Linked DNA regions of Sus scrofa: region 2 is linked to region 1. Evidence: chromatin contacts called from public HiChIP or PLAC-seq data. All regions are on one chromosome and are shown on one strand. Each heading gives the region's core, a stretch centred on a gene start, on an enhancer-like site or on the middle of the called end of the contact. The rest is flanking DNA. Distances are from core to core; before and after follow the strand shown.

Evidence for each region. HiChIP or PLAC-seq counts read pairs in DNA pulled down with a chosen protein or histone mark.
Region 2: a contact with region 1 is called in an H3K27ac HiChIP or PLAC-seq map of alveolar macrophages. The contact joins the promoter of FUT11 here to the promoter of NUDT13 in region 1. A contact is called at or near these places in 1 of 5 promoter capture datasets (fetal liver) and 1 of 2 datasets of contacts at active chromatin or transcription factors (alveolar macrophages).

Annotation. Positions count from the first base shown.
Region 1 is chr14:75,915,441-75,921,174 of Sscrofa11.1, reverse strand. It overlaps NUDT13 (nucleoside diphosphate-linked moiety X motif 13), which reads right to left and starts at 3,119. Exons shown (of 12, transcript XM_021074324.1): 1 at 2,757-3,119. It overlaps P4HA1 (prolyl 4-hydroxylase subunit alpha 1), which reads left to right and starts at 2,273. Exons shown (of 15, transcript NM_001097435.1): 1 at 2,273-2,353.
Region 2 is chr14:76,494,287-76,500,020 of Sscrofa11.1, reverse strand. It overlaps FUT11 (alpha-(1,3)-fucosyltransferase 11), which reads right to left and starts at 2,127. Exons shown (of 3, transcript XM_001928248.5): 1 at 1-2,127. The coding sequence starts at 703. SEC24C (protein transport protein Sec24C) reads right to left here. Exons shown (of 24, transcript XM_013983347.2): 14 at 5,648-5,734; 15 at 5,307-5,423; 16 at 4,805-4,975; 17 at 4,196-4,292; 18 at 3,960-4,105; 19 at 3,598-3,736; 20 at 3,327-3,445; 21 at 3,050-3,229; 22 at 2,597-2,788; 23 at 2,266-2,355; 24 at 894-2,127. The coding sequence ends at 1,987.

The DNA.
Region 1 (5,734 bases), core at 1,870-4,369:
GCTAGTCAGATTCATTAACTGCTGAGCCACTGCAGGAACTCCCTATCCATATATTTTTGATGCTAGCACACAGGACACATTCAAATCTGAATATGATGTCTGGCCCTGTACCTTTGTTTTACAGTGCTGGGTGGGTCAGCACAACGGGTGGTAGGAGGCTTCTTGGATGCCACTCATATAATGGGACAGCTGAAAATAACTATACATGGAAGTGACTGTGAATTACAAAAATATATCCCACTAAACTCAAACCAAATGTATTCTAACTCAAATTCCCTTTGGTTAAATTTTAAAAACGACTTCTAGGCATTCCAACGCCATCTGACAAGGGCAAGCAGGACAGAGGGAAAATCAGTGAGGAAAGAATTAGCAGTCTAAAGACTGCAGTTAAAATTTTTACTTTTAAAAATTTTACAAAAGCATATGGCTGTGTGAGCATATTGCTGGGGCTCCTTCCAGGGTCTTGGAAAGGGCTAGTGTAAATGATGGCCCCTGAAGCTAAGCTTTCTTATCTTCACAGTAAATCTCCCTTAAGGTCTGGAGCTATTTAATTTACAGGGTGAATTGCAATTTTCAGAGTCTGCTCTATATAGGGGCAGTGGATAGACTGATTACAGCTTCACTTGAGACAAAGATTTGAGGAAGAGATCTTTGCCTCCTGTGTCAAAGTGCTCCCTGCTGTTTGTTTAGACTAGTGGTTCTGAAACACTTGTTCTCATAATTGTTTCACACTCCTAAAAAGCACTGAGGACTCCAGAAAGCTTTTATGTGGATCATATCATATCTATCAACATTTGCTGTATTAGGAGTAAAACAAACATGCAAAATATTAATTCATTTAAAAACAATAAATAATAAATCTGTTACATGTTAATATAAATAACATTTTTTAATGAAAAATAACCATTTTTCAGAGCAAAAAGAATTTGGTGAGAAGAATGACATTTTACATTTCTGCAAATTTCTTTAGTATCTAGCCTAATAGAAGATTCTCATTCTTCTGCATGCAATCTGTTGCACTATCACAGGACATGTAGTCTCTGGAAAATTCCATTGTTTTTCGATTCAGTATGAAATAATTTTGCCCTGTGAACCTGGAGACCGCACTTTAAGAACTGCTGATTAGTGGGTCACTATATCACTATATTATGTTCCCTAGGGTTCTGAAAAGTACCCCCTCTTTGACTATTGCTGTATCTGTAATAATCAACCCCAACTCCTAGATAAGAGTTAAATGTTAACTATTGCTATGCTTTTTAGCATTCATGGAAAACTTTAGAAAAAACAATTTTTAATGATTACCAAGTCTGAGACAAGTCTTCTCTTTCACGGACACTTTCGCTTTCTTCCCTTTCTCCTTCATTGTCTGCTGCCTGATACTAAAGCTTTCTTTTAGGACGATAATGACTAAGACAAAGGTTGGACTATGACCAAACACAACACTGGATTCCTCACATGCTATAACACAATCTAATATTTACCAAACCCTTTCTGTGTGCTAGGCATGTGCTAAATGCTTTACGCACATTATTTAATTCTCATAACAATCCTAAGAGTTACCTAACGTCATTCGCATTTTGCAAAAGAGGAAGCTGAGATACAGAGAAGTTAATGCCCAGAGTTTTACGAGACTGAGCTGGGAAGTGAACCCAGAAAATTTCCAGAGCGTGCAGTGCACTATCTAGTGATAAAGTATAAAGATAAGCGATAGAGCGAGGTACATATGAGTGTAGGTGAAGGAAGGAGGTTCGTAAAGTAAAAAGCCTCAGGACCAAGACAGCTGAGATACCAAGACATGAGGTACGGTGTTATTTTCCACCCGATTCTTCTTTTCTGCCTTATTTTCTACTCCCATGTTCTTATTCTTATATTTAATATAGTTCCCTGCTGGGAGTTCCGACGTCCCAGCCTGAGGCTGATGGCGTAACCCAGGCGCTAAACAACCTGTTGAAAGGAGTGGGGCAAATCCGGAGTAACCACGGTAACAAGGGCGTGGCGAGGACCCTGCGCAGGCGCGCTACACCACACGCCCGCCCGCCGGCCCCTCCCCTCGGCTCCGGACTTCACCAGCTGGTGGGGAGTCTGGGGCGTGGGACGTGGGCAAAGGGTGGGGGCGAGGGCCTGGGCTGGGCGCCTGCGCAAACGCCTGGGCGCTGGTGTGATCGAGCTCACGTAGCGAGGGTTGCAGTTGCCTCCTCCCTAGCGCTGCCGTCGCGGCCTAGAGGTTATAAAAGGGCTAACTGGCTCCCTCTGCTGCCCAGTCAAGCCACCAGCGGGCTTAGAGAAGGGAGCCGGCTTGACTGAAGGCGGTCGAGGACTGGAGAACGCGCAGCCCTCCCCTGCCACTTCTCAGGTGAGACGCTTCTCCGACCTTGGAGAATGAGGATGAAGTCCTTGGGTAGTCGTTGGCTACTGAGGCTGAAGTTCTTGGGCAGCCGCGGCCCTTCTCGGATGGCTCTGGGGGGTCTGGTCCCTGCCCTCTCTGGTGGGATGGCTCGGGGGCAGGGGTTCCCTGGTTTACTACCGCAGTACCTTCTCCTCTGTACCTTCCCCAGGTCCAGCGCCCCGCGCCTCCTGGTTGTCCCAGAGGCCCTTCCGCCCTCCTCGGTGCTCCCCTTCCCACCTCCTCCCAGATTGGCGTCCCCGACTGTTGGGGCTGCGGCAGCCTCTGTCTCCGCCCCGGGAACCAGTACTTTCTTGAATATTCCTTCCCGAGGAGGGGTAACCCTGTTGATTTTCCCGAGCTCCACTCTTACCTGGTCCTCGCTTGCAAAGCTGACGGGTACGCGACGGTTTTCGGCCTCCAAATCAGCAGATGGTTAGCATGTGGCAGTGGAGAACTGATTTTAAAGCTTAGAGCTCACGCCGAAGCACTCGGGCGTTTTTACCCCGCGGAAGAGTTGTCGGGTCTAGGAAGCGGACATACCCGGGGAAGTTCAGGCTCATCTGTTGCGCGCAGCGGTGCAGCCCGAGCAGTTAGACGTAGCCCCGGGCGGCGAGTTTCGGGCGGCTGGGTAGGGAAGTCGGCTGTCAGATTCTCAGTCAACCGGGAAGCTAGTCTTCTTCCTTCCTTCTGCCACATAAAAATTTTAAAGGTACATGAGCTTCTCTCCCTCCCCACCCCCCTCTGCTCTTTCACAGCAGAATCTGATGCTTTTAAAAGTCCATCAGGAAATCGAATTCTGTGTTTGTGCGAGAACTTTGAGTTAAGCGAATGGCCCCCAGATGTATGTTTTAAGGGGGAGGAAGAGTGGTATCATAAGTATGAGACTATTTCTCCTCAGTCATCGAATGTATTAAATACAGTTCAGTTTTTAGACACTAACGTCTTTGGCGTTCCGACAGAGTGGAGAAGATTCTTGGAATTTTGCACTGTTTGCTTTAAGGGACGAAGAACCTAGATTTCCTTTTAGGAATTGATCTAAAAGGCCAACGAGGCTTGCCAGTTTCAACTTAACTGTTTCTTGTTTCTCTAAGAGCTGTGGCTCTTGGACTTTCCCTTGGAATGCACTCTGAAGGGATGAAATAGTCACTTCTGAGTGGGGGAAGGGAAAGACGTGGCAGCAGTGTTCTTTCATCAACTTTAGGCTCTTTTTTTTTTGATACAGGTTTTGGGAAGAAAGTATTTCCCCTTTTAGATTTAGATGTAGCTTATGAATGAGGCTAGTCTTTATCTAAAATAATAAGAAATATACTGTCCTTGTAGCTGGAACATTGGAATCTAATATATAAAACATTTTAAAGGGATTTTTCTCATCAAGTATCTATGAAAAAAATGGATACCTTAGGCAGGAAATATTTTAGCTGAAAGTCAATAACCTTGAGTATGTTTTGCCTTGATTTAAAATTTGAGTAGACATTCAGTGATTTTTGTTTAACTTTGACTTTTAGCCTGTGAATATAATTTCTAAATCTTAACTGTGAACTTCACATTTTACCTTTTCTTTCTGTGAGAAGTGTAGGTTTTGTCACTTACCTTTAAAAGTCATGTCAGTTTTGGTTTTGGAACATTATGCCTTCAGTCCCTTGGTAGCTGATAGCTGATGCCAAATGCTTCTTTGAGATTGAACTTAGTTACTAGGGAAAGGACTGCTTTGTGTCTTTAGGTGAATAATGCTATTTGATGTCTTTAAATGAGTTGTATTTTGAGGTACTGAAAGCCAGGGACTTTGGTAGGCAGATAATGGTGTTGACCATTTTGTATCTTGGAAACATGTAGTGAAAAAAACAGATGAAAGGCATTCCCTTTCAGTGCAGCAGGTTAAGAATCCAGTGTTATCACTGCAGTGGCTAAGGTTGCTGCTGTGGCATGGGTTCAGTCCCTGGCCCGGGAACTTCCACATATCATGGGCGTGGCCAAAAAACAGATTGAAAAAAATATGCAACACTTAATTACTGCAGAAAAATTTAGACAGTGTAAAATTCTACTAAAAAAATAAAGCATTAGGAAGTTCCCGTTGCGGCTCAGCTGTAATGAGCCCAGCTAGTATCCATGAGGATGCAGGTTTGATCCCTGGCCTCACTCAGTGGGTTAAGAATTCGGCATTGCTGTGAGCTATAGTGTAGGATGTGGATAAGGCTCAGATCCCCAGCTGCTGTGGCTGTGGTGTAGGCTGTCAGCTACAGCTCTGATTCAACCCCTAGCCTGGGAACTTCCATATGCCTCAGGTGGTACCGTAAGAGGCAAAAAAAAAAAAAAAAAAAAAAGAGAGAATTCATCTTACCAGGGTAGTCCAGGCTGTTACAAGCGAATCTTGGCTTTTTGGTAAGGAGATGTTGACCTTTTCTAATACTGCAGAGGGGGTTGTGTACTGGCAAGTATCTTTCACAGGGCAAATATATTCAAGCTCTTTTTTTTTTTTTTTTTTTTTTTTTTTTTTGCTTTTTAGGGCCACACCTGAGGCATATGGAAGTTCTCAGGCTAGTGGTTGAATTGGAGATACAGCTGCCAGCGTGCAGCACAGCCATAGCAATGTGGGATCCAAGCCTCATCTTCGACCTACACCATAGCTCGTGGCAACGCTGGATCCCTAACCCACTGAGCAAGGCCAGGGATCGAACCTGCCTCCTCGTGGATACTAGTCAGATTTGTTTCCGCTGCACCATGATGAGAACTCCTTAAGCTCCTCTTTTATTCCAGAGATGCAGCCATAAAGCTTGTGAGCCTTCACTTCTGTAGAAGTAATGCCTTATTTTACTTAGTAGTTATCAACTGGCATATACTTACATCGCTTAAATTTGAAAAGTGCCCCTGTGAGATTCATAGTAGCAATTCTAAACCTATTTTGAGGTCATGAGGTCCACGGAGAATCTGAAAGAAGGGGTGGACCCTGGGTGACTAAATTCTATGCAAGTACACACATATGTGTAGAATTTTAGTCATCAGTTACAGATACTCTCTCCCTCCAAAAGTGCATCTTTAAACTAAAACCCTAACCCTATGAGAACTAAAAAATAAAAGAGATACAGAGTTAATCTTTAAGGGCATATAGGTATCTTGATGCAGGATTTCTTGAGTATTTTTTGAAAGTTGGTCTGAGCTTGTAAGTCTGACTGGATTTGATTGTGTAGATGACCCAAATAAACTTTTGCTAAAAAGGGGTTTAACAAAAGTTTATAAGATAGTTGGAGAATTGTTGAATTACTAAATTGCCTAGGTAATCATATATCATATTGGCCTCCCCTGACCCCCCTATATATTGTAACATATCTTTGGTTCAAGTGGAAAATACTT
Region 2 (5,734 bases), core at 878-3,377, 580 kb before region 1:
TGTAGCGCATGAGCTCGCGCACGTAGCGGTCGCGATCCGCAGGCACGTCGCAGTGAGACTGCAGATAGAGCAGGGGCGCGTAGCCGCGGCGGCGCCACTCGGCGCGCTCCTGGAGCGGAGGCGCCGCGCGGAGCAGATAGGCGGTGCCTGGCAGCCACTGCAACGGCAACGGGTAGTCCGAGTGACGGCTGAAGGTGGACGTAAGATTGAAGAGGCGGATGCCCGGACCGTGGCTCAGCAGGAAGTTGTTGAGGGGCGACTCCTCGTGTAGGAGCGCCCAGCTCTGGTGCGCCAGGCGCGGCAGCGGCGCCTCCGACGCGCGGAAGTCGGTGCCATAGAAAAGCAGAGCGCGCGTCCGCGAGTCTCCCCGCACCCGTCGGTCCCGGGACGCCACGCACGCGCCGCGCGCGCACTCGATGCGCTCCGAGTCGCCCGGGAAGTGAGGAAACAGCCCTGGGCTCCACCACAGCAGCACCGGCAAATCCACCGCCTCCTCCCTCACCGGCGGCGGGGTCAACGGACTGCGCGCCACCCCCACTGCGCCCAGCGGCGAGGGAGGCCGGAAAACTGCGCCATCCCACGGCTCCGCCCACTCCGTCCCCCCGCGGGTATCCCCCTCCACCACTGGCCCTGAGCCGCTGGCCGCACAGACACTAAGAACTCCCAGGACGGCGAGCACAGCCCCCGTACGGCCGGCCCCCATGCCCTCTGTGGCGGCCGACGCGCCTCAGCACCAGTCTCCGCCTGGTGGTGAGTCGCGACGGGATGAGGTCCTACGCCACAGGGGCACGTGACGCATGCGCAGCTCCACTCGGCCGGCCACTTCCCGGGAGCCGCTAGTCCTGGCAGGAAGGACTGGAGGGAAAGCGATAGGTCGCAGATAAAAATGAGGCTACTGGTTACATCTTAATTTATTTCTTTACAAATTAAAGATGCATTGAAAAATAAACCAATGAAGAGAAATGAGAGGTCCAGAGCAGGGGCATCCCAGGCTGGGAGCAGGCAAGCCTGGCCACCATCAAGCCTAGCCCTTGGTCTGCCCCGGCCAGGTCGGGTTGGAAGATAACTGTCAGCCACTCTGTCAGTGCCAAAGCCTGAGTGGTGTCCTGGCGGGAGAGACTAGCCACCTCTGCCTCTCCCCTCAACAACCCCAGCTTGGAGAGCAGTGTTTCCAGCAGGAGGTCAGAGTGGAATATGGGCTGGCTCTGTGAGGTATTGCAAGTTGATGACAAGGCTCCCTACAGAACCATCCAGTGTTGGGGCCTCTCCAGCTGGAAGGAGGTGGGTACCTCTCCCAGGTCTTAATATACCTTGCAACGCTCTTCCCAGGCTCATTCACCTCTGACAATGTGCCTCTATCCACCAAGTGATCACCAATCATTGCAGGAGAAAGAGCAGCGGAAGCAGAGAGAGAAAGCTAATCAACCACCTTCAGGAACTGACTTGGCTGTTGAGGCCCAGGAAGACAGACCACTTTCTTCTCTACCATCTATGGTCTACACCCCAGCTCTTGTGCACCTGTATGTATGTTTATCCCTAATATAGGAAGTTGTTGATGACACTGAGCTGAATTGGCAGCCCCTCCCCCTGTAGTAACCCTGGGATCCCCACTCCTTCCCACCTGCCCTTCTCTTCTTGGAGGCTGGTCCAAAGGGACACATAATATTGCCTGGGTCTGGGTGGCTCCAAATCCCCCAACACCGAATCATATACAGTGAACTGAGAAACTACATTCATTACGACAGGATTAGCAGGAAAAGGAGGGTAAAGTGAGGGGATAGGGGCACCTTCCAACAGCAGGACATGACAGAGTGGTAGGATACTTGAGCCCAGAAAGAAGGTGTCTCCTTATATCTCCCCCTCCCCCCTAAAGAGACTGAGGTCAGCTTACATGACTTAGAAGGTATGGAACTGTCCCAATTTCTCTGCTGTCCTGGGGTACTTTCTGGAAGCTGGCCTGGACCCTATGCTGTTTACCCACTTGCTCTAGCTCAGTAGCTGCCGAATCTCCTTGTGCATATGACAGAGAAAGTCCACATAGGATGCTCCCCCACTCAAGCTCTTGTCTTCCACCAGGAAGTGTTTGAACAGCATCTCCAGCTTGTCCTCCTGTTTCACCACGATAAGCTATGGCCAGAACACAGGGTCATTAGGCAGGGCTAAAGGGAATTAAACATGCCCTGAAATCCCATTATCCTGTCACTCATTCCCCATCTCCACTCCCGGGGAGGACCTGACAAGGTGAGAAGTCCAGATCAGTGTTACCTTCATGTACCGTGATCTCTGTGCCCTCAAATTATCAATGAGGCCTCGCACCTTCTTGGACAGCAGATTATCCAGAACAGGCAGAACACTCTGGAACACAAAATTCATTTATCATTATCGTAATAAGGTATGCTGAATCCAGTAGTCAAGATGGGGCAGCACAGATGCATGCATTATCTGAAACACAGAAGTCTCTGAAGAATGATGGCACCCTCTCTCCTCTCTCAAATGCTCCCTATTTAAGGGAACTAGCATATTAACTTTATTGACTTCTACCCATATCACAAGTCTTACTTCCACGCCCATATTCTCCTTGACTCCCTGCCCTTACCAGGCCACTGGTGATCTGACTGAAGGAGGAGACACCGAAGAGGCTCTGGACAACACCCTGCTGGACACTGGCTCCCACCCAGAGGAAGAGGTTGAGCCCGTTCTCCAGCAAATATATATCCCCGTTGCTTAGACGCTCTTCAGATGCTCGAACTGCTGGTGGCTCGGTGGTACTCTCAATAGGAGACTTTGTCTAGATCAAAGGAATGGACAAAAGGTTACCAAGGATCACAAGACTTGTTTGCCCACATGCTCGTCCTCCCACCCCCCACCCATACATGAAATTTCAGAACACTAAGTCCCTCAGTAATTCTCACAGTATGACAGTATTACATCAGATAACACAGGTAAAAATTTCACTGCTGTCAGACACAGATGATATTAATCCTTCTCTTTCTCCTTCTATGAAGCCCCTTTCTCAGTACAAAGTCTCACACTCCACCCTCAGGCGCACCAACGGTAGGAGCCGAGGATAGAAGAAGACGTTGGTCTCAGCCACGTCCATGGAGATGACCAGCTGTCGGACATAGGTGCGGTCATCAGTAGTGACTTCAGCTCCAGGCTGCAGGACATCACTCTTCAATACACAGTTCAGGTAAACTGGGAGTAGCTTCATGCACTCAGGAAGGATCAACTAGGGGGGTTATCAAAATGAAGTCAGTGATGATGAGAAATCCCTCCCAATGCAAAAATGTATTCCAGCAACTTCTCCGCCAACACGCTTGCCCTACCTGTCCTGCAGAGGAGGGGCTGGCACAGTTCTTTCTGTAACAGGCCAAGATCTGGGCACACTGGGTGATGAGAGCATCCCGAACAGTCTTCACAGGGCTGTTCAGGACCCCCCGGTACGCTGGATGGGAAAGGGAGATCGCAGGCTCACTGGTCAGCCCCTCTGTCACATGTGCCTTCCCACCATCACTCCCACCCAGGAATGCTGATCTGCTGACCCTCCTAGACCTTGCTCTTAGCCCCAATCCCACCCCGCCCTGCCTGTGCCCTCACCAAACTTGGCCATGTAGTTGATGAGTGTGTCAGTCTCACAGTTTCGATACAGATCAGCCAGCTGGGTGCAGCAGTTGAGGGCCAGGTTGTGGATGCGGAGCCGTCGCTGCCCTGCACAGCTGGTGTAGAGCAAGGCACACTAGGGGAAGGGAGACAGGGAGTTCACACGCCTCTGTCGCCAGAGCCCTCTGAAAAACTGCCTCTTTGCTATATTATTAAACTAAAAGAAACACATGAGCCATCCCTTCCCCAGCCTCTTCTAGTCTTCTCTACCCACCCCTCACCCTCTTCCCTGCAGCCTGTTTATACCCAGTGAAACCACCCCAACGCTTCTTCCCCAACCCCTGCCTCCTGCCCAGCACCTGCAGGAGGGCTCCACTCTCTTCATTGAGCCGATCGTCATGCTTGAACTCCACAGTCACCGTCTTGTCCCCATCCAGCCCTGCTAGCTCCACATCTGTTGTGTTGCTCATGTAGAAAGCCCCAAAGAAATCTACAGCACGGATACCTGAGGCCACAGGGACAGGGCTAATGGTATGACAGGTGCCTCCCTCCCAGATTTAGCCCCGCTACCTGCTCTTCTCCAACCAGGACTGACCAGTGCTTGTGCGGACCCGCATCACAGCATCAAAGCCAATGACCTTCTGTACATCCCGACGCAGGTCACTCAGGAACCGTTCCTGGTCATTCTCCACCTGCATCCCCCAGGCCGAGTCACATCACTGAGAGTATAACATCATGCAAACAATTTCCCTGCACCCATTCCACTCTACAAGCTTGTGGATCATAATGACAGTAACAGTGAAGACAGTAACAATGATGTTGATAATGATGATAGCTTTTAGGCACGTACTGCATGCCAGGTACCACATTAAATATTTTACATATAACTCCTTAATCCTGATGACAAATCCTAATTAATAACTTCCAAAATCCCATTTTACAGATGAAAAAAACAAAGGAGCGAATAGTTAAGCAAATCATCCTAGGTCATATAGCTGGTAAGTGGCAGGGCCAGAACATCAACCCGGGACTGGTTCCAAGCTCCACGCTCCTGACTGCAACAGTCGTGGCCCTCCTCCTTACACTGTGCAGTCTTCTCCTCCAACACTATTCCTATTAATGAGTCAGCAGCTAAAGAGCGACCCCACATGTAGGCAGACATTCCCCGTCCTGCTTCCACCTCCACCCAGAGTCCCATGCCTACCTGAAAGCAAGCGTATTTGTAGACAGAGCCACCAGTGAGCTGGGGTACAACAGAGAGTGTGGCCACATCCACATACTGGTTCGGGAAGAGAAAGAGGTCTATGCAGCAGCCTTGGGCCACACACTCCTTGGCCAGGGTTTGATAGGCACCTGTCTGAGGCTGGAACAGAGTCTGAGGAAGAATACAAGAAAATGTTCAAAGCTCTCAGTTCCACCCTCTTTGAGAACTGTATATGTAATATGGGAGATTCAAGGGCACATAAGACTTCAGATCTACCTCACAGTTTGCAATAGAACATTCTCAAAAAAACAGAAAACTGTCTACCGAAGGCTTTGAGATGAGGTAGGGTAGAGAAGTATGGGAGTGGCAGAGAAGGTTGGCAGTCACTGATGTGACATGGGAAAGAGTACAGATCTAGTCCTCATCACCCTCAAGAAAGTTAGAGTATTGCATTTTAAAGAGATACCACATTCCTCTTGCCCCCCAGCTCCCAACCCCACACCTTCTCCTTGTCTGTGTTGATCAACTTCCGGTCATCTCTGTTCTTCAGTTTCCCTGGGGCCTCTGCAATGGGCAGGGAGGTGTGGAACAGAAATAGCTTCCCTGCACACTCGGCAGCCTAGGAAAGAAGAGAGAGCTACTGATCCATTCTTTCCTGTATTCATCCATTATTCATTCATCCCTTCCCTGGTCATTTATTCAGTGTCAACTATGTCAGACAGGCCGACCCACTGGACTGGACCGGACCGTCATCAATCACGAAAGAAACATGAGTTGTATCCCAGAGGATAGGATGGTCAGAAGAAAGTGTCACTGAGGAGGTTGCCAGGTTTGTAGCCTTACCTTCAGAGCCTCCATCCCAGCCTGGATAACTGGGGCAAATACTGTCTCTGTCTCCCTTGTGTCTGCAAACATTTCTGGAATCTGATC